Linked DNA regions of Sus scrofa: all the other regions are linked to region 3. The links are chromatin contacts, called in public Hi-C maps. All regions are on one chromosome and are shown on one strand. The core of a region is the stretch at or near the end of the contact, and the rest is flanking DNA. Distances in the headings are between cores, read along the strand shown. Region 1 holds the start of NUP153 (nuclear pore complex protein Nup153). Region 2 overlaps KIF13A (kinesin-like protein KIF13A). Region 3 holds the start of KIF13A (kinesin-like protein KIF13A).

Region 1 (3,813 bases), core at 474-2,973, 250 kb before region 3:
TACTTCCCACCGAGAAATTTTAAAGGGCCTTTTATTAGAATATTTAACATTTTCCTACTCAATTCCCATAACAAACAATTAACAGCTAAAAAGCAGAATTTTCTCAGACTCTAACATCTCAGTTACAATTAGACTAAACCCCTGTTCATAATTTCGAGCGCCCACGAGTACACAAGGTGACTAAATTATAAGACCACCAATATTCCTAGACTATTAAAAAGTACCTGAACTTCCTAAAGTACGTCCCATAATATTAAAATATTTTGTGCATGAGATGAGAACTGGAGTTCCGGTCAACTGTGCGCAATGGCCAATTCTAGCCTCCAAAATAAAAAGGGGAGGGGTGGACATAGTGGGGAGGGAAGAGTCTTGCGACGGAAAAAAGACGTAAGTGCGGAGAGGGACTTTCAAAATGCCCCGGTGCCACTAACTATAACCCGGTTAAGAAAACAAAAATCTAAGTCAACGCTCTCAGATCGGGAGGCACCCGGGAAGGGGAGATGGAGAATTAACTAATAGGTTGAGAGTAACTTCTTCCACTTGCCGTTTAACAGCGCCCCCCACCACCACCAACCCCCGGGGGCCCCAGAGGCCGATACCCCAGGGCAGCCCCCTCCCCACTCACGCTGAAACGCGGGAGACTAGAAAATATCAAACGTAGGGGCCTCCAGCCACATCTTTTCCTTTCTCCCATCCAGAAGACGTGGGTAACACCCTCACACCCCCAATCCCCGCCAAAAACGAAAGAATCCTAGGCCCGTCGTGGCCTAGGATTTCTGTTCCCGCCCTGCGCCGGTCGGGGGAAAGCCCCAGGCTAAGAGGGCTGGGGAGAGGCGGCCCGAACCACACGTGTGCGCCGCAAGATTGGCCTGTCTCAGCCCACTTCCCGTCGCCACCCCAGCGGCCCGAGCTCCCGCCGCCCTGCTCGGGCCTTCGCTCAGGCCCTCCCGTCCGCTCCACGTGGGGCCCCGGACCCCTCACGCCCGTTCCCTCCCCACCCCAGTGCCCGACCCGCTAGGCCCCGAGGCGCCGGGGTCCCGTACCTGGTGCTGTTGTCGCCCCTGCTGGTAAGGCTTAATTGGCCCCTGGTGGCAACGCCGCGTCCGGATCTTGCCGCCACCGCCCCCTCCTAAGCCTCCGGCTCCCGAGGCCATGGCGGAGCCTCCGCGGCTTCCCCCTGAGGAGCGGGTTAGGGGGCGGGAGAGGCAGAGGCGGCCTTGAGGCCCCCCCGCCCGGCCCCAGCCCAAAAGTCCGTCCGCGCTGCCCACACAGTGGGTCACAGGCACACCAGGAACCGCGGGTCTGCGAGCAGGAGCCGAGAGAGAATGCGCGCTGGCGGCAGCGAAGGGGGTGGCGGCGACACAGGCCGAGGACCTGGCTCCCGTCCGGCAGCCTCCCGCGGACCCCCGCCTCTGTGTATGTCACCGTCTCTATGGAGATTCTCCGCGAGGACAACACAAGAGGTTCCAAGCGCTGCTTAGGCCTAACGCGACCGCCGGCTGACGGGGATTCTTCTTCCGTCGCCCTAGCCGTAGCTGCCGCAGTTGAAGCCGCCGGCGCCGCCCGCCTACCCCTCCCCTTTGCGCACAGCGCCCGCCCCGCCGTCGTCGTCGTCGTCCCTGCAATCGCCGCTGTTGCGTCTATTACCGCTACTAAGGCCGCCGCTGCGGTCGCGAGCCAGGACGCCGTCACTAGTCAGCGCGCGACGAGTTTGCATCATCACGATGTGACCAGGTGATAGGCGGGGAGGTGGGAAGGGCTAGTCGAGCCCGCGCTCTCAGCCGCGCGGGCCGCTGGGAAACGTAGTTCAACGGAAGGAGGCGCGTGCTCAGAACGGAGGACGCGGAAGGAGAGCGGCGGTTCCCTGCAGAGGCACAAAGCCAGGGGTTCCGTTCCTTTTAACTGCTCTTGATTCTAAACTTTGAAAGAGGCATTTAACACAAACGGTAACCTCCTTCCCACTTTCCTTCTCTGGAATGGTAAAGCGGGAAGAAAGTAAGCACATAGTAAAATCACAGAGAGAAGCTAACAATATCTTATAAAAAGAAAAAAACTGGTTGAAAAGACAGTGTCTATGATCTTTAAGCCTAAAACAGAATTAGCAAATATATACAGTTTCATTAATGTCCGTTACAATAAGGGCTTTGTTGTCAAACACACAAGTGCTGTCTGGCTCCACCACTTAAGTTTGACCTTGAAGTCAAAACCTTCCGCCCCTATAAAATGGGAACTTTAAAATCCAGCTTATACAGCTGTTGCGATCATCTACGTGGAGCACTTAGTGTATTTCCTGGCATGCAAGAGATGCAATAAATGGTTACGGTGATCACCTACAGCAGTCAAGCTCACGTTAGAGGTAAGCCGTATATTACCAGTAATAAAAGTATACATATATTTGCTCCAAATAGAAGGCATTATATTTAGCAAAGTGAAAAGTGAGTTAGGCTCAAAGACTTAATCCACAAAGTATAGCGATTTTTAAAAGTTGACCGTTAGAAAGATCTGGGTGATCACGTGCGCCAGCCCTCATTCAACGGACAAGACGGGGTTCCGGAGAATTTAGTCGACATATTGGAGGACACTGAACTGGGCAGTCAAAGCCAGGACTATAACCCAACTTTTCTGTAGGAGTTGAAACAAGTAACCAAGTGATTAGAAAGAAAATCTACTTCTGTGAAAACACATGGGCTTAATGTTCCATTTGAGACAATTGATTTTAAAGCTTATAAATAGCTTTGGATTCAAATAAACTTAATTTTAAATCTATCACTTACTAGCTGTGTAGCCTTGGGTAAGTTACTGATCCTCTTTCTACGCTTCAGTTTCCTCATCTGCAAATAGAATGAATATTAACCTCAACAAGTTGGTGGTTCTGGTGAAAGGATTAATATACATAATTCATAATAACTGCTTAGACAGAAAGCATCTAATATCATCCAGTTATCTGATACAAATAATTAACCTCAAGACTTTTATACCATCTCTACCACCAAATTGCATGATTCCAATCGCTATATAAATCATATAAGTCAAAAGGTGAAGCCAAACTTAAGCAGTACCTTAGAATTTGCAGCATCTTCCAGCATAGGCTGACAGAACAAATGGCATCTCTGACCTTATCACCACCAAGACTATAAAAAGTTCCCAAATATGATGGACAAAATTAATCTACTTCCTTTTGTGCTTCCATTTTATACCTTCATGCCCCAACTCCACCACTAACTTCTCACTAGACTCTCCAGGTACACAAGCTCTTTCCCCAGAGGCACCTCATCCTTTAATACAATTGTTTGTCTTTCGCAATTCTTAGCTAGGTATGTGACAAGCAAAGTAGTCATTCCTAAAAAGCTTTAATACCCAGGAAAGATCTGTACCTGAATCTTTACTTGCATGACGTAAATAGAAGATTGAACTGTAGCCGCATCCCATTTGCCCCTTTCACCCTACTAAACTCAGAATCCAGCACAGGAGTGTGAATGGGGACTCAAAAATCATTCCTTTCTTGGAGGCTGTTCTTTGGTGTTTGGGACAGCATTCATAGCGCTGCTCTGAAAGGAAAGGACATGCAATAGAGCTGGGCCATGTAGTTCCCGTTGTGGCTCAGCCGATTATGAGCCCAAATAGTATCCATGAGGATGTGGGTTCTATCCCTGGCCTTACTCAGCGGATTAAGGATCTGGCATTCCTGTGAGCTGTGATGTAGTTTGCAGATGCAGCTTGGATCCCTCATTGCTGTGGCTGTGGTGTAGGCTGGCAGCTGCAGCTCCAATTCAACCCCTAGCCTGGAAACTTCTATATGCAGCACCTGCGGCA
Region 2 (3,835 bases), core at 1,246-3,745, 160 kb before region 3:
TAAGACATGCTTATAGAAATTGCCCAAGATGAAGGAATCCAAAGTTAAGGTCTTACCATTACTATTCAGCGTTTTCATGATAACTTCCATCTGTGCAAATTCATAGTTATAGTCTGGTTCTGAGGAAGCTTCACTGGCTGCATCCACGTCATGCTCTGGTGGGCCGGTTTCTTTTTCGAAGTCTTTCAACCAATCTCGCCGTTTCCTCTTCGGTAAGTTAATTCTGTGGGGTTTTTGGGTTTTTTTTTTTTTTTTTTTTTTTTTTTTTTTTTTAGAGTAAATAATGTGTTTTACACTCAGCTCACAAGAAAGATGTGTGAATGAAGACAGCAGTGAACACAAAGCTCTCACCTGAAGAAGTGGTTATTCCCCCACAGGATTCGATCCCCGTGCCACAGCTGGGTGGTGCTGCAGACCAGGGTGCCGTTGACACAGGACCTGAAGGAACACAGGATTGGGGGGTCGGGGGCATAGGTCAGCTGAACAGTGAAGAGCACAAAGCCCAGACCTAGGAGCTGAAGCAATAACTGGGGGAACGTTCCCTCACTAGACATATTCGACTAATACCTAATGAAGCAATAACAGAATGGTAACTACTATGGCAACACGAGATCTGGGCAAAGATGATCAAGGGACACCAAAAACCCTCAAAAGCAGTTGCACTCCTGAGGGAGATGGACAGCAATGCCTATGGGATATTCCTGACCATATTTGAGCTGAACCTGATCAAACTTTTATATCTAAATACCAACTTCAGAAGCACAGAGGGAAGAGGCTAAATGATACCCCGGGATGCAAGGGGCAAAATGTTAGGTGTCTTCAGCAAATGAAATGCAAGAAAACAAGGCAGGGGGTGGGTGTGTGGAGGAGAGAGGGGGCCTCATGGGCTAAAAGAAACCTAAGAGACATAACAATCAATGACGATGGTCGAATCTTCCCTGGATCTTGATTTCAAGAATGAGCTGAAAAAGATCCTTTATAAGACAATGGGGGGGAGTTCCCAATGTGGCACAGTGGGTTAGATAATCCAGCATTACAGATATGGCTCAGAGTCAACCCCTGGCCTGGGAACTTCCATATATGCCTGAGTGTGGCCATTAAAATAAAATAAAATAATATAAATGACAATAAAATATAAATCTATCAAAACATTATGCTGTATACCTGAAACTAATATAATACTGTAAGTCAATTATCCTTTAATAAAAATAAGCAAATAATTAGGGGTATGGAAAACAACTGTAATAGTCTCAATTACACAGTATATGTCACACCATAAATGATGTTCACCGGTCTCTGGGTTTGTGCTGGTCTGTGCATCTTGGACTTGTCTGAAACAAATTTTGAAGAAGCAACTGTGGAATAGACATGGGAGGTGGTCTTTCAATAGTGCGGTTTCCCTCACATTGCAACTTTCTACAGCTCATGGGCCATGCAGGGGCTGTGAAGTCAGGAGCCTAAATGAGTTATGTAGGATTTTCTGCTTATTAGAAGATCTCATCAACTGATCCTTTGACACAGCTAAAGCTCTGTCTTTGTGGCTTTTTTTAGTGGGAGAGGAAAAGTCCTCCAGATTTTTTAGCATGGACAATTTTAGTCTTCTTATAAATGTTTCCTTCACTTAAAGACATTTACTAGCCTTTAAGGGCAAAACAAAACATTATGGGGATAACTAATTAGTTAATTAACTGAAATTTAATTTGCTAAAAGACTGTCAGGTGAAGTTTGATGGAGAAAAATAAAGAGTATTACTTTGAGTTTTAATTTTTTTGTAAATTGCTTTTATCATATAGTCTCAGCTGGTTCCTTATCTTTAGGGAACTCTCAAGCTCAAAGTTATGGAACAAGGAGCATTCACATATGAAAAATGTTACCACATTTTACCTTTGTGGTAGAATTCAAATCTGGTGACTAAGATATATATATTTTTTTCTTCTTCTTTCTTTTCCTTTTCTTTTTTTTTTTAGGGCCACACCTGTGGCATATGGAAGTTCCTGGGCTAGGGGTCAAATTGGAGCTGCGGGCGGCAGGCCTACACCACTGCCACAGCAATGCCAGATCCAAGCCACATCTGCGACCTAGGCCACAGCTTGTGGCAATGCTGGATCCTTAATCCTCTAAGTGATGCCAAGAATCAAACCCGAATCCTCATGGATACTGTGTCAGTTCTTAACCCACTGAGCCACAACGGGAACTCCTAAAATTTTATTAATTAAAAGTACTCTGGAATATCATCTAAAATGTTTTTAATATGCCATACACAAACATAGGAAAACTTTGGTGTGTATATTTTACACTAACACGCTCCTATCCAAATGACTCGCAACATTGTGACTCAAGTTTTGAAAGTCTGTTTCCCATCTATTTGGAATTATATTCTGATTTATTCATCTGCCGAAAATGGAAAATGAGATCAGAATATGCATGCACATATTTGTCCCTTGTGAAAATTACTGAAAAGAAACCTTAACTAAAATTGAGGTCAAGAAGCCTCAAGAGGAAACTCACATCCTGCCATTACTTACCTCAAATGAAAGACGTCAGCTAATGACCCCAACAGGAAGAAACCTACCTTGTACCCCCAAAACAGGGGGGGTAAAGTACAACTATTCTGCTACCCCAGCAGGAAGAAGACAGGCCTCCTTCCTGCCTAGCAACAAGCCCAGCCAATAAAAACGCCACGGCTCAGTCAAGGAGAGGTGTCACTTGAACTTTTACTTTCCTCCAATGAACGTCCTTGCTAATGATTTCCTTTCCCTGACCCACCCTTCTTATTATGTAACTCTTCCAGGTTGTGTAACCCCTCAGAGGATCGTTCTGTCTGAGATGGTGCCTAATTCACGAACCATTTCATACAGCAATTCCATCTTCAAATTTACTCAAATTTGGAGGGTTTTGTTTGTTTTTTGGCTGTACCCGTGGCACGTGGAAATTCCTGGGCTAGGGATCGAACCTGTGCCACAGTTACAGTTTTGTGCCATGGTTGCAGCAATACTGGATCCTTAACCTGCTGTGCCACAAGGGAACTTCCTTGAATTTTGTTTTTTTAACACTATAAATATATACACATTTTTGTCAAAAGGATGATAGAAGATTTTTTTTTCCAATTGTATAGAATACTTATCTCTTCTACCTAAAAAAAAAAAAAAAAAAAAAAAAAATCAGTAGTCAGTTTTTAAGGAAAATATTTTCCCTTTGCTTATTAAAGTGTCTGAAAAACCCTCCAGAAATTCTAGGAATTGCAGTATGATCAACAGTAGAAATGTGTTACTCAGTGTCCTTTATTATTTTAAACTCTGAATTATAATTTTAAAAATACAATTCTTGGGATTTCCCTTGTGTCACAGTAGGTTAAGGATCTGGCATTATCACTGCAGCAGCTCAGGGTGGTGACATGGCATGGGTTTGATCCCTGGCCTGGGAACATCCACAAGCCATGGGTGTGGCCAAAAAAAAAAAAAAAAAAATTCAGGTTCTCATTCTCCCTAGCTACATATTAATTTTCAACAGCATCATCTCAATAGTGGCTACCAAATGGTCTTAGCAGATTCATAAACTTTTCTATAAAAAAGTTCAGTAGTGCAGTGTTATTCTAGAATAAAACTAAAACCAGTTCCAGAGGAAATTAGAGAAAAATAGAAGCTTCACCTCTCTTACATATCAATTACTATGTAGGTGGTTACACACACACCCCCACACACACACACAGCCCTGAACACACATATACACACATCACTCTGCCATTTGAGTATGCTCTTATTACAATAAAAAAAAAAAAAAAGTTATGGAAACTGCCTGGTTGGGTAGTCAAGCCAAGAAATTAGCATAAAAAGTA
Region 3 (4,036 bases), core at 1,414-3,913:
TGAAAGCGGGCTGCATGATGAAAATCAAAATGCATTTGATGTCTCCATCCTTGCAAAGACAGTAATCCTAACCTGCAAGCAGCACTGCTGTGTTAACTGAATGACAGGTACCCAGGCAGAATCCCACAGAAAGAGTCCATCCGCCTATCCTCTTGTCAGGAGGTCAGAACCAGAGAACAGCCATGTTTCAATGCTATTCTTATAGCTCCAGATAAGGGGCTATTCCAATAAGCAAGCAGATGGATAAATCCCCAAATCACCCTTCAAATCAGTACTTAAAACATCCTGATTAGTAACCATGTTGGTGGCCCAAAAAATGGTCAACTGATTATTTAGCATTTCAAAACCAACGGTCTACAGTTGTAATTTCCATCCAAATTCCACAAAACTAAATCTGTTTCTGTCCACAAATGACAAAGCTTCATTTCATTAAATAGTAGTGAACAGTAACATTGCTTACAGGTAAGAGTGACAAAGAGTAGGTGACAAATCAGCAAGGAAAAGAGAAGCCACAGCTATGTAAAAGGAATTAACAGTCTACCTGTTCCCTAGATGGCTTTCAAGACTGACCCAGCAGAATTTTTTTTCTGAAACAGTATGAAAATATTCATGTTGAGGGGTGGGGAAATGCTGGTGATGAGGGAATCTAATCTGTAAATGTTTTCATTTGCTCAATGAGGTTAGTATCATCATGAAATATACAACTATAGTGCTATAAATGTATCTAAAATACTACAAATATCTAAAATGTATCTCAAAATATTATCCAAGGATACGCCCATTCCTGAAAAGTATTTAACACATTTTAAATATAACTTAGCTATTTACAATCACTGTAACAATCTGCTATAGGAAGCAGAATGTTTGCACCCTGGATAAAAATGTCTAGCCTCAGCACAAAAAGAAAAGAATTCCCCATCTCACCTATTGGTAATTTCTCCCCCCAAATTTAACAAAACTATGTCTGAACACCATAGGATTACAGAATAAAGGCAGTTGCTTCCTTTGGCAATAAAGTAACAAACCCTACTTTCAGTCTCTCTTCAGTGGGGGGAAAAAAAAATCTCCGAAGAGGAAAAAAAAAAAAAAGGCACTAAATTGTATCACATCAATCAACAGGTGACTTTCAAAAACACAAACTCATGCCGGAGAGGAATTAATTTTGTCAAATCTCCCTGGTTTTTCCTTTCTATTTTTACAAGCTACTGCACTGCTAGTCTGAACGAATTCCAACCGTTTTCTTCTCAGGGGCTTACCAGAAAAATGCCAAATATTCAAATTATTTTAGGGCATTTTCCCATACTACTGCGTGGAATAGAGCTGAATTAATAAGGATCCAACAGTTGTCACTTTTCAAATGCAAATATGTTGCCATCTAGTAAATACAGCCCCCTTTTAAACATGCCCCCCCATCGTCTATACAGCTCGGGGCACTACTTTTGTTTCCTTGAAAATCAAAATTCGCGCATTACCTTCAAGCATTATTTCAACCCAGCACCAAAAATAAAAAATAAAAAAAGATTTTAAATGGTCCAGGCCTGAGCCTACGTCGTACAATACTGTTTGCTTTATTGTGGGGGTGTTCCTTCCCACCTCTCATTTTACACACAAAGTTCCTTAACAGTTCTGCCAAATAAAGCAAACAGAGCAGGGGTGGAAAGAACCAAGGGCACTGGGTTCCACGAACCAGGCCTTGGGGTGGTCATCTGCCCAACTCAGGCCTCAGTTTTCGCATCTGTAAAATGTGGCCGTTGGACTCATTGTCTCAAGGGTCCCATCCTGCTCCCTCACTCTCTGGGTGCCTCGAACCCGACAGGAGGCACAGCCGACTGGTCCCGGCTCTGGCCTGGGGGCGCAGCCTGATGCCGCTCTAGGTGGGAGGGGACAACGAGGAGGGGGGCAGAGGGAGGAGAGAGGAACTTGGACTTGCCACAGCTTCAGCCAGGAGCGTGCGACAAACTTGAAGCCGACCTCCTAACAATAGGAAAGAGCACTCCCATTTTCCTGGCTCAAACTTGCAGGAGGCGGCGGGGCTGGACCCTCCCGCCCGCCCTCTCGGCACCCGCTTTACCTTTCTCCCTGTTTGGTGTTAGAAGGAGGAGGGTGCAGGACCGTTTGATTCCCTTCCATCTCCACCACGCACTTGGTGTTCAGTTCCAGTTCTGAAAGCCAAAGGCAAAACGGACGTTGCAAAGTCGAGCATCCGCGCCCGCAGCCCGCTTTCGTGCGCCGTGCGGGCTCCCCCGGGAGGCGGCCGAGCCGGGAGCCGGGAGCCGGGAGCCGGCGCGCCGGGTCCCGCGACCGGTGCGGGCGCCGCCTCCGGCCGGGCGCACCGACCCCGGCTCCGCTTCGGCCGCCCCAGCCCCGCGGCCCCGCAGTTTCCAAAGTTGCCCCCGCCCTCGGCCCGACCACACACGAAAACGAGCGGAAAGCTCCTCACCTCGTCGGTTCAGGGGCCGGACCCGGACGGCAACTTTTACCTTCGTATCCGACATGTTGGCGGCGCCCGCTCGGCCCGAGGCGGCCCCTCACGCGCGGCGCCGCCGCCGCCGCAGCCGCGCGCCCCCCGAGCGCGGCCGCCGCCGCTCCGCCGTGTGCTCCGAGAGGCAGCGCCGAGGCGCGCGGGCCATCCCGGGGGAGCGCGACGCGGGGCACGGCCGCGGCCCGGGGAGGGGCGGGCAGGCGGGCGGGCGCGCGGGGCGGGGCGCGGCGGCGGCGGCGGCGGGCGGGGAGGAGGCCGCGCCGCCCGGGCCCAGGCGCCGCTCTAGCCGCGCCGGCCCAGCCGAGCGCCAAGCGCCGCGGCCCCTCGCGGCCACCCCGGTCCCGGCCGCGCCGCCATCTTCCGCGCCTCGCGGCGTGCGCGCCCCCCGGCTCGGGGAAGCCGGGCCCGGCGGCGCCCACTGGAGCGCAGCGGATACCCGGGAGGGGACGGCGAGCGGCTGGGGGCTCGGGGCTGCTGCCACCCGGGGCGGGGCGCCCGGTTTCCCCGGGCCCGGCCTGCACCCGAGCCAGCGGGGACCCCACGGGCACCGCCTAGAACTCGAGTCACCTTCTGGGGCCGCTGTCACCCGCAGACCCAGCGCCCTTGGGCGTGCCGGGTGGGCAGGCCTTACCCACGGAAGGGAATGCGCCTCAACCGAAATGCCAGCACGCCGCCCGCTCCTCCCGCCCCGCACCGCCTGGCGCGCGCAGCGGTGTTTTCAGATCCTTATGGTGAACCAAGGCTAGAAATCAATCTGTGCCCCTACCACCGAGAGAGAGAGTGTTTGCAAATACTGCTCTCTCTTCCTTTCCCTGCCCTTGCACTTCTCTTGCCGGAGAGATGTCAAGTGGGCCAGGAGGGTCATTAACTCTTACATAACAATTTAATAGCCATGGATTTTGTCGTCCTGCCAGAGGCCGACCTCTCTGCCAGGGCTGAACTGGGCGAATCTGATGTATTCTGTGCGGCTCAACAAGTGCTTATTGGGCGCTTACTGTGTGCCAGGCATTTTGAAGTGTACAAAAGTCTAAAACCTTAGATTTAGGTCTAGGGAAATCGTTCCAGTTTGCTTGATTGTGGGAATTCAACCATCCTTAAGGTCAATGGAAATTGTACTGGGAACAACTGTGTGCAAAGTGCTGCGGAGGACACACAAAAGCGTGAATAAAGTTATGCGTCTTGTGCTGCAGACGCGCACTCTGTGGCGGGAAAAATAGCACGGAATCAGATATGACGCTGGACTGTGTAGCAGATGCGATGACAGTTTCAATTCTGTCTCCAACTGGTGCCAAGTATGAGCTTGACTCTCTCCCCACTCTTACTCTTCTTTTTTCATCACCACCCCTCCCTTCATTCTCTGTCACATCATGAAATCCTTGAATGCCTAAGACTGCAACTGAGAGTTCCGGCTGGGTGCAGTGGGTTAAGGGTCCGGCCTTGTTTCTGTGTCCGCTGGGGTTCCATTCCTCAGCCCAGCACCATGGTTTAAACGGTCCGGCATTGCCACAGCTGTGGCATAGGTTGCAGCTGCAGCTCAGATGCCAGTCCTGGCGG

The links. A called contact is a pair of places that touch in the nucleus more often than the background predicts.
Region 1: a Hi-C map of embryonic fibroblasts shows a contact between it and region 3, with 2.3 times the contacts expected there. The contact joins the promoter of NUP153 here to the promoter of KIF13A in region 3. A contact is called at or near these places in 1 of 5 promoter capture datasets (liver), 3 of 47 Hi-C or Micro-C datasets (embryonic fibroblasts, epiblast stem cells and skeletal muscle) and 1 of 2 datasets of contacts at active chromatin or transcription factors (alveolar macrophages).
Region 2: a Hi-C map of subcutaneous adipose tissue shows a contact between it and region 3, with 2.1 times the contacts expected there. The contact joins the enhancer-like site here to the promoter of KIF13A in region 3. A contact is called at or near these places in 1 of 5 promoter capture datasets (liver) and 5 of 47 Hi-C or Micro-C datasets (embryonic fibroblasts, heart right ventricle, skeletal muscle and 1 more).

What each region holds. Positions count from the first base shown.
Region 1 is chr7:13,464,854-13,468,666 of Sscrofa11.1, forward strand. It overlaps NUP153 (nuclear pore complex protein Nup153), which reads right to left and starts at 1,724. Exons shown (of 22, transcript XM_001926651.6): 1 at 1,044-1,724. The coding sequence starts at 1,154.
Region 2 is chr7:13,554,531-13,558,365 of Sscrofa11.1, forward strand. It overlaps KIF13A (kinesin-like protein KIF13A), which reads right to left. Exons shown (of 40, transcript XM_021100220.1): 15 at 352-438; 16 at 57-223. Among named protein-coding and RNA genes, the nearest start is that of NUP153, 90 kb to the left of the region's middle. Within about 2 kb of position 2,496, at least 8 of the 83 cell types and tissues checked have an H3K27ac peak or open chromatin away from gene starts, as enhancers often do. A contact at or near this core is called in subcutaneous adipose tissue, where this site is marked.
Region 3 is chr7:13,714,181-13,718,216 of Sscrofa11.1, forward strand. It overlaps KIF13A (kinesin-like protein KIF13A), which reads right to left and starts at 2,664. Exons shown (of 40, transcript XM_021100220.1): 1 at 2,441-2,664; 2 at 2,072-2,162. The coding sequence starts at 2,495.